Regions from separate parts of the Hordeum vulgare genome. Here all the other regions are linked to region 1. Evidence: chromatin contacts called from public Hi-C data. All regions are on one chromosome and are shown on one strand. The core of a region is the stretch at or near the end of the contact, and the rest is flanking DNA. Distances in the headings are between cores, read along the strand shown.

Region 1 (4,019 bases), core at 716-3,215:
GTCTTATAAAAGTGAACAGAGGGAGTACAAAAGATATTAATAGGGGTATGACGGTGGGTCCCTGGACCACTAAATTTACATTTAGTATTGAACATAATTCACTCTAGAAATAATATGAGTTGAAATATACCATTGATTCCTTCCATGGCACCACTTACAACATGCTGAGCAGCAACATCATATACGCGGCGAGTTGTAGTAGCTGGACCAAAAACTTTATCTGCAAAATTGAACAAATGGAAACAAAGAAGATGTAGGTTTCAGCAAACTACACAGACCTGGCAGATGTCACAAATTGTAAAGTATGAAGTTATGATCACTGATATTAGCTTTGTTTTTACAGGTGTTTTTGGTTTATGTCATAGTATGCCCTACCAAAATTTCCCACCCATTGGCAATCCAAAATATTGGCTAGAGATTCATTGACCCTTGATTGGCAAGATTTGTGAAGAGAATGCGAGGAGAGTTGGTGAGATTTCATAGGCAACCAACCAAGTAAGAGCCAAAATATCATAGGCTGCCATAATTTTGGTAGGGCGTGTTTTGGCACTAACCAAGCATACCTTACGAGACGAGCCTTGCTCGGATGGCTAGCTCTGCAGTTGTGCAGGCAACCCAGCTGTTTCGGCCCTTGGGTCAAGAACTAGGCATCGCGCACTTTGTAGGTACTTTCACGCATGCACATTTACTACGATAAGGCCTACCTGCGGTCTGGAAGCTATGTGGCATCTGATAAATTTCCTGGTGCGGATAGCAGACCAGCATGTGGAGGCTATGTTTGCCGTGTACCTCTCAGAAAAATGTTAACTGTCCTTTTGGTGTAACAGCACCTCAGATTAACAATAGCACATTACTCATGTGTTTGCTACTTCACTAACAAGCACACATTCTCATTACACTCTTGAGCTTGCATGATATAAAGCAAGCTTGACAAAGGTGAGACGTCCTATAGAGCTGGAACTGACGACGGTCTATTACTAGAATATATCAACATTCTCACCACAGAACTGGCATATCTGTTACATTTACACCTCGATGCCCCAACAGAGCATTTAGTCATCAAACAATTGTACCCTCATTTCACAAAGAAACCCCCAAATATGGTAATCCCTTCTGTTTCATGTGAGGGCATTTCCTTGACATCACCAATTCCACAATCCACATTGTAATAATATGTAATATTAGCTGAAACGGGCTGAAAAACACTCACCAAAAGCATAGGCAATACTCGGGTTGTACTCATTACGCACCATGTTGTCACCATCAGCATACCAAGCCACCTCGTCCCCCTTGTTGATCTCTCTAGGACTACGGACCAACAAATACAAACAATTTTAAAACACATAAGCACAAAACCCAGAACCTCACGTCCTCAGTAGCAGAAAGATAACAAATCAGCAGCGCACCTGAGGGGGCGGAAGCGGACGGTGACCATGATGTTCTCTTTGGCATTGGACGTGTCCACCGCCGCAGCGGGCGGCGCCCTCCCGGCCGCTCGCGAGGAAACCGACGAGGGCGTGGTCGGCCGCGCGGAGGCGGTAGAGGAAGGCGTGGTGGGCCGCGCGGAGGTAGGGGTGGCGGGGCGCGCGAAGGCGGCGGAGGGGGTGGTGGGGCGGCCACCGGAGCAAGACGACGGGGTGGTGGGCCGCGCGGAGGAGGCCGGGGTGGACGCGCGGCCTCCCGACGAGGTCCTCGTCGGCGGAGGCGCCGCGGGCGCCGCCACCGCAGGCGAACGGCGGGATCGGAACGGGGAGATGCTGGCGCGCGTCGATCTCGACGACGACGACATTGCCGAGCTCAGGTTGGAGCGGGGGGGCAGGGTGGGGGCTTAGGGTTTTGGTGGGGAGCAGGCGAGCGCGAGCGCGAGCTCGTGGGGGTGGAGGGGGAGGCTCGTGGGCTTTGCTTTGGTGTGTCGTCGCCGTCTTCCTCAGGGGAGCTTTGCCAGCTTGGGTCGCCGTGGCCTCGTTTGTCGATTTGGTCGTGCCGCCTTTTTGGCACTTTGGTCTAAAGCTCCGAAGTTTTTCTGGGGGCTTTGGGGTTGGACCACCGGTGGTGTGCTTACCGGCGGCTATTATCTGGATCACACAGTCTAAAACTATTTTTCTCTTGTGGTCCTAAATGTTTTCAATAATAGCCAAACAGACTTTATTAATTTAAAATAACAGTTACATCGTTTTCACAATATCATTCAAAGGCTGCTTAGACCAATTATAAGTCGTAAAAAATCTAGCCAACCTAGCAAGCTTATGAGCGACCTTATTCACTTCCATTACAATGTTCAAAAGTAGTGTGCAAGAAGTCACCAACCATATAATAGTGAACCATCAAAAACAATTGTCACCGCTCCCGCATAACGTCTTCTTTTCTTCATGGTGTCAATGACATCTAAAATACCCGAGTTGATAACAAGGAGATTATAGCATGCCCTTTGCGCAAGGGATAATCTGAATCTAGGTGTCAATGCTTTAGCTGCCAGGACATCTGTGCACCCATGTATTATCATATTTCCCCAACAATAAAATTACCTTTTCTCACCTCTCAATATTGCATACCAATCGAACCCCTTAGAAGGTCTTGGTTGAACGATACAATAACGTTAAGCCTTACAAAACCCATGAAATTGATAAGAGCAACTTGGCATATTCAGCAAACGCCCTAGCTGCCTTCTTCTCTTTCCCTTCCCTTACATATGAACCTTGTTCGATAGCAGGGTTCGCCCCACCCCCACGGTCAATGAGAGGGGTTGAGCACGGGTTAGAAGAAGGGATTGGAATGTTGGATGTGAGGAAACACAGACAAGCTGACATAGAGGGGACGAATGCATTGTTGCCTGTAAGAGGATGGGGCGAGGAGGTCAAGAGAAGGACAGTGGAGAGATGTGGAGGGTGTGCGGATTCTGGCAAGAAAAATGACAAGCAAAGAAGAAAAGAATGGCCATACACGATCGAAATGGTGCAGTCCCACCTGTCAAAGCATATATTGTAGCACGTGTGAATACACTAATGAAGAACATGTACGAAATTCCGCATTTATGATCTCAAAAGAAAAGTGCCAAAACCTACAATTCACCATCCACAACCACAAACCCTTTTAGGTCGTGCGTTCTTGTATGTTGTCACGGGAATGGATAAAAGATTGTAGTGATTGTATCGCTCACATAGCATAAGGAACCTCAAGGCAAGCCATGCCTATTTCTCATTTTTTCCAGCGGTGCCAAAAGGGGTAAACAAAAACGGTCGGGTGATTTGGGCGGGAGGGAGCGGTAAGTGGGATTACAGACACCGGAGGGGAAGCGACCGGACGCGCGGACCTGCGGAGTGCGCACTCTCCTTGGGGTTTGTAGTTTTGGGCTTTGGCTTGGCCCGTTGTTCCGCTCGCCCCACAGAGCCTGCCGCTCACGGCACGTGGCGGGCACGTGAGGCCGATCCGAGTTAATGGCGCGCCCGTCGTCGCAGGCCGTCGCCACCACCACAGCGCATCCGCCCTTCTTAATTCATTCATTCACAGCACTGCTGGCCCGATGATGTCTTATTACCCAGCGCTGTTCCCTTGAATGGATGGTGGACGCCCACCCACCACCACCAACGGATCGGTCCAATCCATTCCAAGCCACCGGTAGGCACGCACGGATGGACCGGGTCCAGGGATACCGGCAGGCAGGCCCTCCATGGATCACTGCTCCAAAGATTCTGCCTGCCCGTGGAGACAAAGACGGAGGAGCTCGCCAAATGGAAATTACTCCTGGTTTACGCCCGGCCGGGAGGGGAGGCAGCTCCTCAGAGGCAGTAGGGTCCAGGGGGTTATGTATTGCAGTATTGCTATTGCAGTTGCAGATCTGATGTTTACTGCACCACCACCACCACCCCACCGTGCTCGATGAGCCACATGACTAATAGAAAAATGACAGCACGGCACAGGCAGGCAGGCAAAGCATCATGTGATGAATTTTCGAATGAAAGCAATTTGGCATCGGAGCAGGTTCACATGAACGAATGGCTCAGATTTGTTTGGCATGCATG
Region 2 (4,019 bases), core at 948-3,447, 250 kb after region 1:
CATCGAGAGGGGCCACCCACCCGGGAAGGAACCAAATAGGCCCAAGGGTGGTGCACCAGCCCTTAGTGGGCTGGTGGCCAGCCCAAGAAGGCCTATTCGACCGAAATAGGAGAAGGAAAGGAGAGGTGGGGCAAACCGAATTGGGGAAGGGGGACTCCTCCTCCAAACCGTATTGGAGGACTCCTCCTCTTCCTTGGCGCGCGAGCCAACCCTCTGGATTTTCCCCAAGGGCGCCACCCCTCCCTCCCACCTACACATAGTGGAGGTGAGAGAGGTTTTTGGCACCTTAAGCCAAGGCACATCCCTCTCTCCCTCCACCACTTCGTGACGCCCCGTAGCTAGTTCGATACTGTACAACGAAGCCCTGCCGGAGTAGCTCCACCACCATCACCGCCACGCCGTCGTGCTGTCGGATAAATCAGCCACCTCTTCGTCTCTCTTGCTGGATCAAGAAGTCGGAGATCGTCATCGAGCTGCACGTGTGCTGAATGCGGAGGTGCCGTCCGTTCAGCGCTAGATAGGGACGAAGATCGTGGGATGGCTTGCGATTTGGATTGCGAAGACGTTCGACTACATCAACCGCATTTCTCAACGCTTCCCGCTTAGCAATCTACAAGGGTATGTGGATCCGATCTCCCCTCGATCACCATGGACAGGTCTTGTGTGTGCGTAGGATTTTTTCCCCATGCAACGTTCCCCAACAATAATAAAACTTTGGCCCACGTATATGTCAGACCCAATGATTCACCTTTTTGGAAGGGCCTTATGAGGACGAAGGCAACTTTTTTCCAAAGGACTAAATTCATCATTGCAAATGGTGAGTCGACGAGATTCTGAGAGGATACGTGGTTAGGGGAGACGTCGCTTGCTTCTCAGTATCCATCTCTCTATAATATTGCACAACGTAAGGAAGTTTATGTTGCTACAGTATTACAAACTATTCCTCTAAATATACAATTCCGGAGAGATCTAGTTGGAGATAGATGGGCATCCTGATTGCATCTTGTTCGAAGGTCGATGGACATTCAACTTTCATGTGAGGCTGTCAGACTTCAATGGAAGTTAAGTGCGAATAAAGTCTTTTTGGTCAAATCTATGTATTTATATCTCATAGACTCGGGCCCAATCCCAAACTCTTTACATATTTGAAAGGTCAAGGTTCCTTTAAGGATCAAAGACTTCATGTGGTTTGTTCACAAGGAGGTGATTCTAACGAAAGATCACTTGGCTAAACGTGATTAGGATGGTAATAGGAGATGTAGTTTTTGTGATCAAATGAAACTATCAAACACCTCTTTCTTCATTGTCCGTTGGCTAGGATTGTACGGCGTTCTCTTCAAATAGCTTTTAATATTAACCCTCCTCGTAGCATACATACGTTATTTGGGACGTGGCTACAGGGATGCACCCTAGCTTGGCACAACATATCCGTATAGGAGTATGCGCTTCGTTGTGGTCGATTTGAAACTGCAGGAATGATTTAGTTTTTAACAGACATACAAATACAATTTTTTTGTAGGTCATCTTCTGACCCACTACATGGATCTGTACGTGGTCGTTACTAACTAATGCGGGAGCGAGGGATCCTTTGGTTACTGAGTCTGTCCGATGAGAGATGGTAGCTCGGGTTATCTTCAATAGGTTTGGATGTCGGTTTAATAATAGGATAGATGTTTAGTCATTGGTCCCTATTTTCCCTGGTTGTGGCCTTTTCATCTCTTTTTATGACGCTTTATGCTCCACCTTCGCATGAACTTGTAATCGACTCATGAAATATTTGCTCTATGTTTAATAAAATGCCGTATGCATCAATTGATGCACAAGCCGAAGATTAACCACCTTTTCTAAAAAAAGAAGGACGGTGATTCCCCAACCAACCAGAATTCAAACCCTAGACATGGCACGTGCGCTTGCATTTTTCTGAATTTATTTAGACCTTCACGCGATGTGTATTGTGGAAGGAGACGTTTCCGACTATAAAATTGTGTGCGGCGACTTCGTCAATCTCAAGACTATGTGTCGGCTCAATCTTTTAAAGATGATCATAGGATTAGGAGATGTGTGTTCATAGAGATTAGTGTATGTGTGTATGTATGAGGGACTGGTTTAAAAATGTTTGGTTATTGACAAAAGTTGTAATTGTACACGCGCATTTTCCTCCATAGGTGGGCCCACAGCCAGCGTCGAATGGCGATAACAAACTGAGCGGCAGAGGCGGCCATAGCCGCGAGCGAAAGCTTCTCTGTGTACAAATCTACTTCCATCGATGCCACTCGTCGGTAGCCCTCGCCACGGCCCGCCGCTGAAGCTCGCCGGCCGCGCCCAGCGCCGGCCTCCGCCCCGCACCATTGCGCCCAAATGCGACATCTCCTCCCCTCCTCCGCGCCTAACCAGGAGGGCCGTTTCCGCCGCCTCGCTGCTCCTCACCGCCCTCCCTTTCCCCGCCTCGTCACCCCAACTCCCGGCAGCCTCGGCATCGGAAACGGAGGCAGAAGTCGGGGAAGGAGAAGGAGGCGCACCAGCGTTGGAGCTGGAACGGTACACTGACCAGGACCAGGGGTTCACCCTCCTCAAGCCGGCCTCATGGCCCAAGGTATGAAGCTCTGTGGCGACGTGGCGCTGCAACCTAGCGTAAACACTCATTTGATGCATCATCCTAGGATGCTTTGTGCATTTTGACGCGTTAGGTTCGTGGATTGGAGCTCTGAATCGTGTGACGCTGTTGTGTAATTGGGGAAGGTGGAAAAGGCGGGCGCGACGGCGCTGTTCCAGCAAGAGGGGAAGGGGAGCAACAATATTGGGGTCGTCGTCAACCCTGTCCGCCTCTCCTCACTGACGGATTTCGGTACACCGCAGTTCGTCGCAGAAAGGCTTCTACAGGCAGAGAAGAAAAAGGTAAATGTGTGTAGGGGCATTGCCATTTGCCAGCCCCATACTTATTGCTACATTTAGAAATCTTATTTTTACGCGCTCCACTTAGATGAACTGCTTATAGGCTGTGTAGTATAAGGTGCAAACTGAGCTCCTTTTGTTGCTTCTTATTATGACCGGCGATAAAGATTCAGTGCCCACATTTTGGAGAAGTTCAGTGCTAGTATTGGCAGTTGGTTTGAAACCTTTCCCTTGATTCAGGAAAGTACCAAATCTGCAGAGGTGATTTCTACCGGAGAGAGATCGGGCCATGATGGCTTGACAGTGTACGAAATCGAGTACTCACTGGATAGCACCAGGGGAGGGATGAAGCGGATCTTCTCGGCAGCGTTTGTTGCTTCCAGAAAGCTCTATCTGCTCAATGTAGCCTATTCTGATACTGAGGAGAAGCCCTTGGACAAGCACACTAGACTTGTTTTCGAGGAAGTCCTTCATTCCTTTGATTCTGTATAGTTTCTTTCTCTTAACAGGGGATGTATCATGTATGTCTCCCTTTCTTGTTCATACAAACTTCGACCCTAACATAAGCTTCTTTACGGTGATTTGTAAAAAGAGTTATGAAAGGTTACAATGATCTTCTTCCAATACAATTTGAAATGTTTTTAGTTTCTTTCAGCAGGCTGTATTATTATATGATTTTTAGTTTATCTGAGAATGCAACTTTACTTTAGGAGCTGAAACTATGTTGTATACAAGTGTACTGTTGTTTGTTCCAGGGAACTTTATGTTTTCACAGGTTGTGTCTACAGATCGTGTTTTGTTGGGTGCATATCCTTACCCTCAGTTTCAGCATCCAGGTAATCCATCAATGAGTACCCTGTGACAGTCAGTTACAGACTTACAGTAGAAACTTCAAGTTGTTAGAAATTGATTATACCTTGATTGTTTCTCACATGAAGCCTCATCTGCTGGAAATACATTATTTTCTGGTTAGGTCTTGACAACCTGCCGGCCTTTTTTCGAACCATGCAGGAGAAGTGCATGTGATTTCATTAGAAGAAGAAGAGAATGTACAGCCAAGAAATTATAAATGACCAAGAGTCCAAGACAAACCATCCAAAGCGACCCAAAGTACACGGCAACAGCAC
Region 3 (4,019 bases), core at 670-3,169, 200 kb before region 1:
CGGAGCCACAAAGTTTGTGCGACAACAAAACCACGAGGCGCGAGAGGCCAAATCCCACCGAGGAAGACGAGGAGAAGAGAGAGATCGTGTCGGATCCTGCCCCGCACCGAAAGCCACAGACCGTGCCTAATCGCCATCATCACACAACACACCCAAGCCGATGAGACAACTCAGTCGGCACGGACGGACGGATGGACGGACACAAGGGCAATCCTCGACCCCACGCAACAGCAGCAGTAGAACGCAACGCTAGGCCGGGCGGCGTGCTCGGGCAAGCTCCGGCCGGCTCCACTACCGCGGCGTGGTCTACCACTCGGCCCGGCCGGCCGGACCGGAGGGCGCAAATGGGAACAAAAATCTCAGGCCACCACCGGCCAAGGCAGGAGGGCGTAGAGCAGGCCTGGCCGGCCGATTACGAGGTGGCACTCCAGCCTAAAGCCGCACGGGTACCACCAAACCAACACACTGCAACTGCAATTTAGAGAAGCTTCCAGGCACAAATCCCGACGCACTCTACTGCCAGGAGCAAATTAATGCGGCATTAATCTTGACAGGGGTACGATGATTAGTCACTCACTGCAGCTAGTACTAGGCTAGCACTGGTAGTAGTACTAGGATTAAAGCAAGACAAGAAAGATAATGAACCTACAAACAGCGGCGCCTAGCTAGAATTAGAGTGGGGGTACATATATGCCCTCGGTCCGGTACCACGTTGTACGGCACGGCCGCTGCAGGGGAGGCATGCGGGGGATCAGGGGTCGTTTACACCAGCTGCTTGCTGACAACTGACTGAGAGTGCATTAATTAAATCTAACGCCCTGGCGATTAAAAGAACTCGGTACTCATTAGCTAGCGCTAGCACGGCTAGACGCTGATGGGGGAGGGGGAGGGCGATGAGACGGCGGCGCGTGGAGGCGAGTCGTCGTCCGTATCGTCGTCGTCGCCGTCGCCGGTGCCCGCTCCAACGCCAACTCCAGCGCCAGCGCCTGCACCAGCGCCAGCGCTAGTGCCGAGGGCTCCTGGGTTGATACCGATGCCCATGCCCATGCCCATGCCCATGCCGATACCGGCCGCGGGGGAGGTGGGCGAGGCGAGCTGGTGCTTATGGTTGTGCATCCAGACCTTGAGGACGTTCCGCTTGACGCCGATCTCGAGGCAGAAGCGCTCTAGGGCGCCGCCGTCGTCGCGGTTGATGCGCCATCCCTGCTTCTCCGCGAAGGCGCGCATCCTCTCCTTCTGCTCCGGGGTGAACTTGGTCCGGTGCCGCTTCCTCCCGAAGCTCCCGCTCCCGCACCCGGGGCTGCAGTCGTCCGCCCGGGGAGGCGTCTCCGAGCCGGCGCGCGCGGGGTCCAGCAGGGCATGGTGCCACGCCGCGGGCACGGCGTGGTACGGCAGCGCGAGCTGGGGCGGCCGCGGGGGCGCCGACGGGAGGAAACCCTGCAGCACGGCGTGGTGCGGCGGCGGGTGATGGTGCGAAGGCGGCGGCGGCGGGCTGAAGAAGAAGGGCGGCGGGCAAGCCCCGCCCGTGAGGCTGCCCGCGCGGCGGTGGAAGCTGCGGTGACAGCCGCAGGCGGCGCACTTGAGCGAGTCCGGCGAGGCCGGCATGTACTCCCCGCAGCCGTCGAAGGCCTGGCCGCCCATGGCAGCCGCGTGGTTGCGCATGCACTCCTTGTACTTGGCCCCGGCGTCGCCCCCGGCTCCGCTGCCTCCCTCGTAGGGCACCAGGCTCAGGTGATCCATCATGTCCGCACGAGAGCTCGCTCCCACCACCACCACTCACGCGCTCACCCACCACCCACTCGCGCGTGGCCGTGCTCTTTTCACCACCACTCTCGCTACTTGCTAGAAGAAGCAAGAGAAGGCTTTCGCTAGGTATCGCTTTCGCTGCAGCGGTAGAAGCGACCACCGGCCAAGGAGGAGAGGAGCTTTGGGGTTTTTATCTGCGCGCGGCAACGCCCACGGACCATCAGGTGTGAAACATGCATTAGTTCCTTATATTAATTAATGCGACGACTTTGGCCCTCGCACAACAAGAATAAGAATTAATTTGACTATAGGTATAGTACACCCAGTAAAACCAACATTTTACGTACAGTAGAAGTGATCTTTTTTAGGATACAGTAAAAGTGATAAGTACTCCTCCGTAAACTATTTAGAACAGTAATCTAAATACTTTTATAATAGTTTAAAGAGGGAGTATATGTTACTGATGCTATGCTTTGTGTTAGTTGACGAGGCGGCGAGGTCACATTCGCGCACGGTGCCACGTGGAAGCGGGAAGGGGTGCCTGCAGGCGCCACGTGAGACGGGACTCGACCATGGGTAGTAACAGCGGCAACGTGTCGAGCCGACATTGGGGCCGGATACTATTGTTACCACAACAGTAACCGCTCGGGCCCGCCACGTGAGGATGCCGTGGTGTACTACTCGGCGTCAGATGATGATGGGACCGCCGCGGACGGACGGCCTTGATGCGATCGGACGGGGAGATGAGGTATGGGCTAACTGCCACCCAAGCGGCCGTGGGGTACGGCATCTTGCCTGATCTTCTGTGCCCAGTGTTTGCCTGCCCGTGCCTGTTGCCGGGGGCAGGGGCTTCTACCTCCAATCTTGCTACTACTCTGTCAATTTACGATCACCATCTTTGCAGCTGATTTAATTACGCGGCACAGAAAATATGGCACGTCACGTGACACAAATGTCGGCGTGGATTTCTCGAACTTGGGTGTCCATGCTAGTAGTAGTCCTTCCTTCGTTTCGGTCACTTCCAATAGATTGATGGTAACATAAAATGCTAAAGACATTAAATAGTTTAGCAACTAAAATCTTTAACACATAGTTGTTTAATTTATTATAGCTAAGCCTTTTTATTTGATGTTTTTGCAATTAAAATTGTGCATGTATTGATGCATTTCTTTTATTTAATCGTTTTACCTAGGTTCAGGCGCTTAACATTGTTTCTTTCTCGGTTACCACACTCATTTCTTTCCTATTAATTAGCTTGACACATCAAATTTTTGATCTATGTGGCAGCCTTAGCACCTGTACAAGATGGAGCATTGGGAGTAGCCTAAGTCATTTTAGGTTGTGCACCACGACTAAGACAAATAGGAAAAAGAGAGAAATTAATGTTAATTTGCTAATTAATACTCCCTCCGTTCCTAAATATAAGTCTTTTAAGATATTTCACTAGGAGTCTACATACAAAACAAAATGAGTGAATCTAAATTCTAAAGTATGTCTATATACATACGTATGTAGTCCACTAATGAAACCTCTTTAAAGACTTATATTTAGGAATAGAGGAAGTATCATTACATGCAACGAATTAACCACTACATGTCGTGTTAGTTAGTCTCAAGTCTTTAAAAACATACACGCTCCCACGTCTCTTATTGGCTGATTCCTTTATTAATGTCAAAAAACAAAAAATAAGATAAAAGTTAATGCATACCGCTTTAGTATTTTGGAATTATTTGATTTTGATAAAATGACTTGTAAACCGAGCCGAAGGGAGTAGAAAATTTTCACGCTAATACTAGTACTGTTATCAAGCATCACAAATATAATAATTCAAAAAGAACTGATTGAACACTTCTTAAATTAGCACAACTACATTCAAACACTTCGTATTAATTTCTTAAATTCATACAAAAACATGTAGACAAAAAACCTACGTGCTACATAGATCAGCTATATATTACTCGTCGGAGATATCAACTATCTACATGCCCTCCGGCGTGTACATGGGCGGTAGCTGCAGCTACGCTCCCTCCGGTTGCTCCGTTCCGACATCCTCCTCCTAGATGTTCGCGTCGAGTTCGACTAAGAGCAGGTCGGCCTTCTCGTGCTTCTGTGGGAGGAACTCTCGGTTGGCCTTTGCATAGGGCTCATCTTGGATGGACTCCGGGATGGCATGTGTGAGAAATTGATTTTATGCATACGGGAAAACCTCTCAAAAACCCGGTTCGAACACTCGAGAACTGCACACACCTACAACCCCGCTTCTCTCCTATGGC

The links. A called contact is a pair of places that touch in the nucleus more often than the background predicts.
Region 2: a Hi-C map of leaf shows a contact between it and region 1, with 4 times the contacts expected there. The contact joins the promoter of LOC123430298 here to the promoter of LOC123426764 in region 1. A contact is called at or near these places in 3 of 6 Hi-C or Micro-C datasets (leaf and seedling).
Region 3: a Hi-C map of leaf shows a contact between it and region 1, with 2.3 times the contacts expected there. The contact joins the promoter of LOC123426762 here to the promoter of LOC123426764 in region 1. A contact is called at or near these places in 3 of 6 Hi-C or Micro-C datasets (leaf and seedling) and 1 of 1 datasets of contacts at active chromatin or transcription factors (embryo).

Annotation. Positions count from the first base shown.
Region 1 is chr2H:481,964,127-481,968,145 of MorexV3_pseudomolecules_assembly, forward strand. It overlaps LOC123426764 (kinesin-like protein KIN-7E, chloroplastic), which reads right to left and starts at 1,966. Exons shown (of 25, transcript XM_045110644.1): 1 at 1,407-1,966; 2 at 1,211-1,308; 3 at 131-220. The coding sequence starts at 1,789. LOC123426765 (probable L-ascorbate peroxidase 7, chloroplastic) reads right to left here. Exons shown (of 12, transcript XM_045110646.1): 12 at 3,921-4,019.
Region 2 is chr2H:482,212,443-482,216,461 of MorexV3_pseudomolecules_assembly, forward strand. LOC123430298 (psbP domain-containing protein 2, chloroplastic) reads left to right here and starts at 2,198. Exons shown (of 3, transcript XM_045114169.1): 1 at 2,198-2,593; 2 at 2,740-2,895; 3 at 3,133-3,546. The coding sequence starts at 2,267. The coding sequence ends at 3,384. It also overlaps the pseudogene LOC123428387.
Region 3 is chr2H:481,767,635-481,771,653 of MorexV3_pseudomolecules_assembly, forward strand. It overlaps LOC123426762 (zinc-finger homeodomain protein 8-like), which reads right to left and starts at 1,920. Exons shown (of 1, transcript XM_045110643.1): 1 at 494-1,920. The coding sequence starts at 1,743. The coding sequence ends at 865.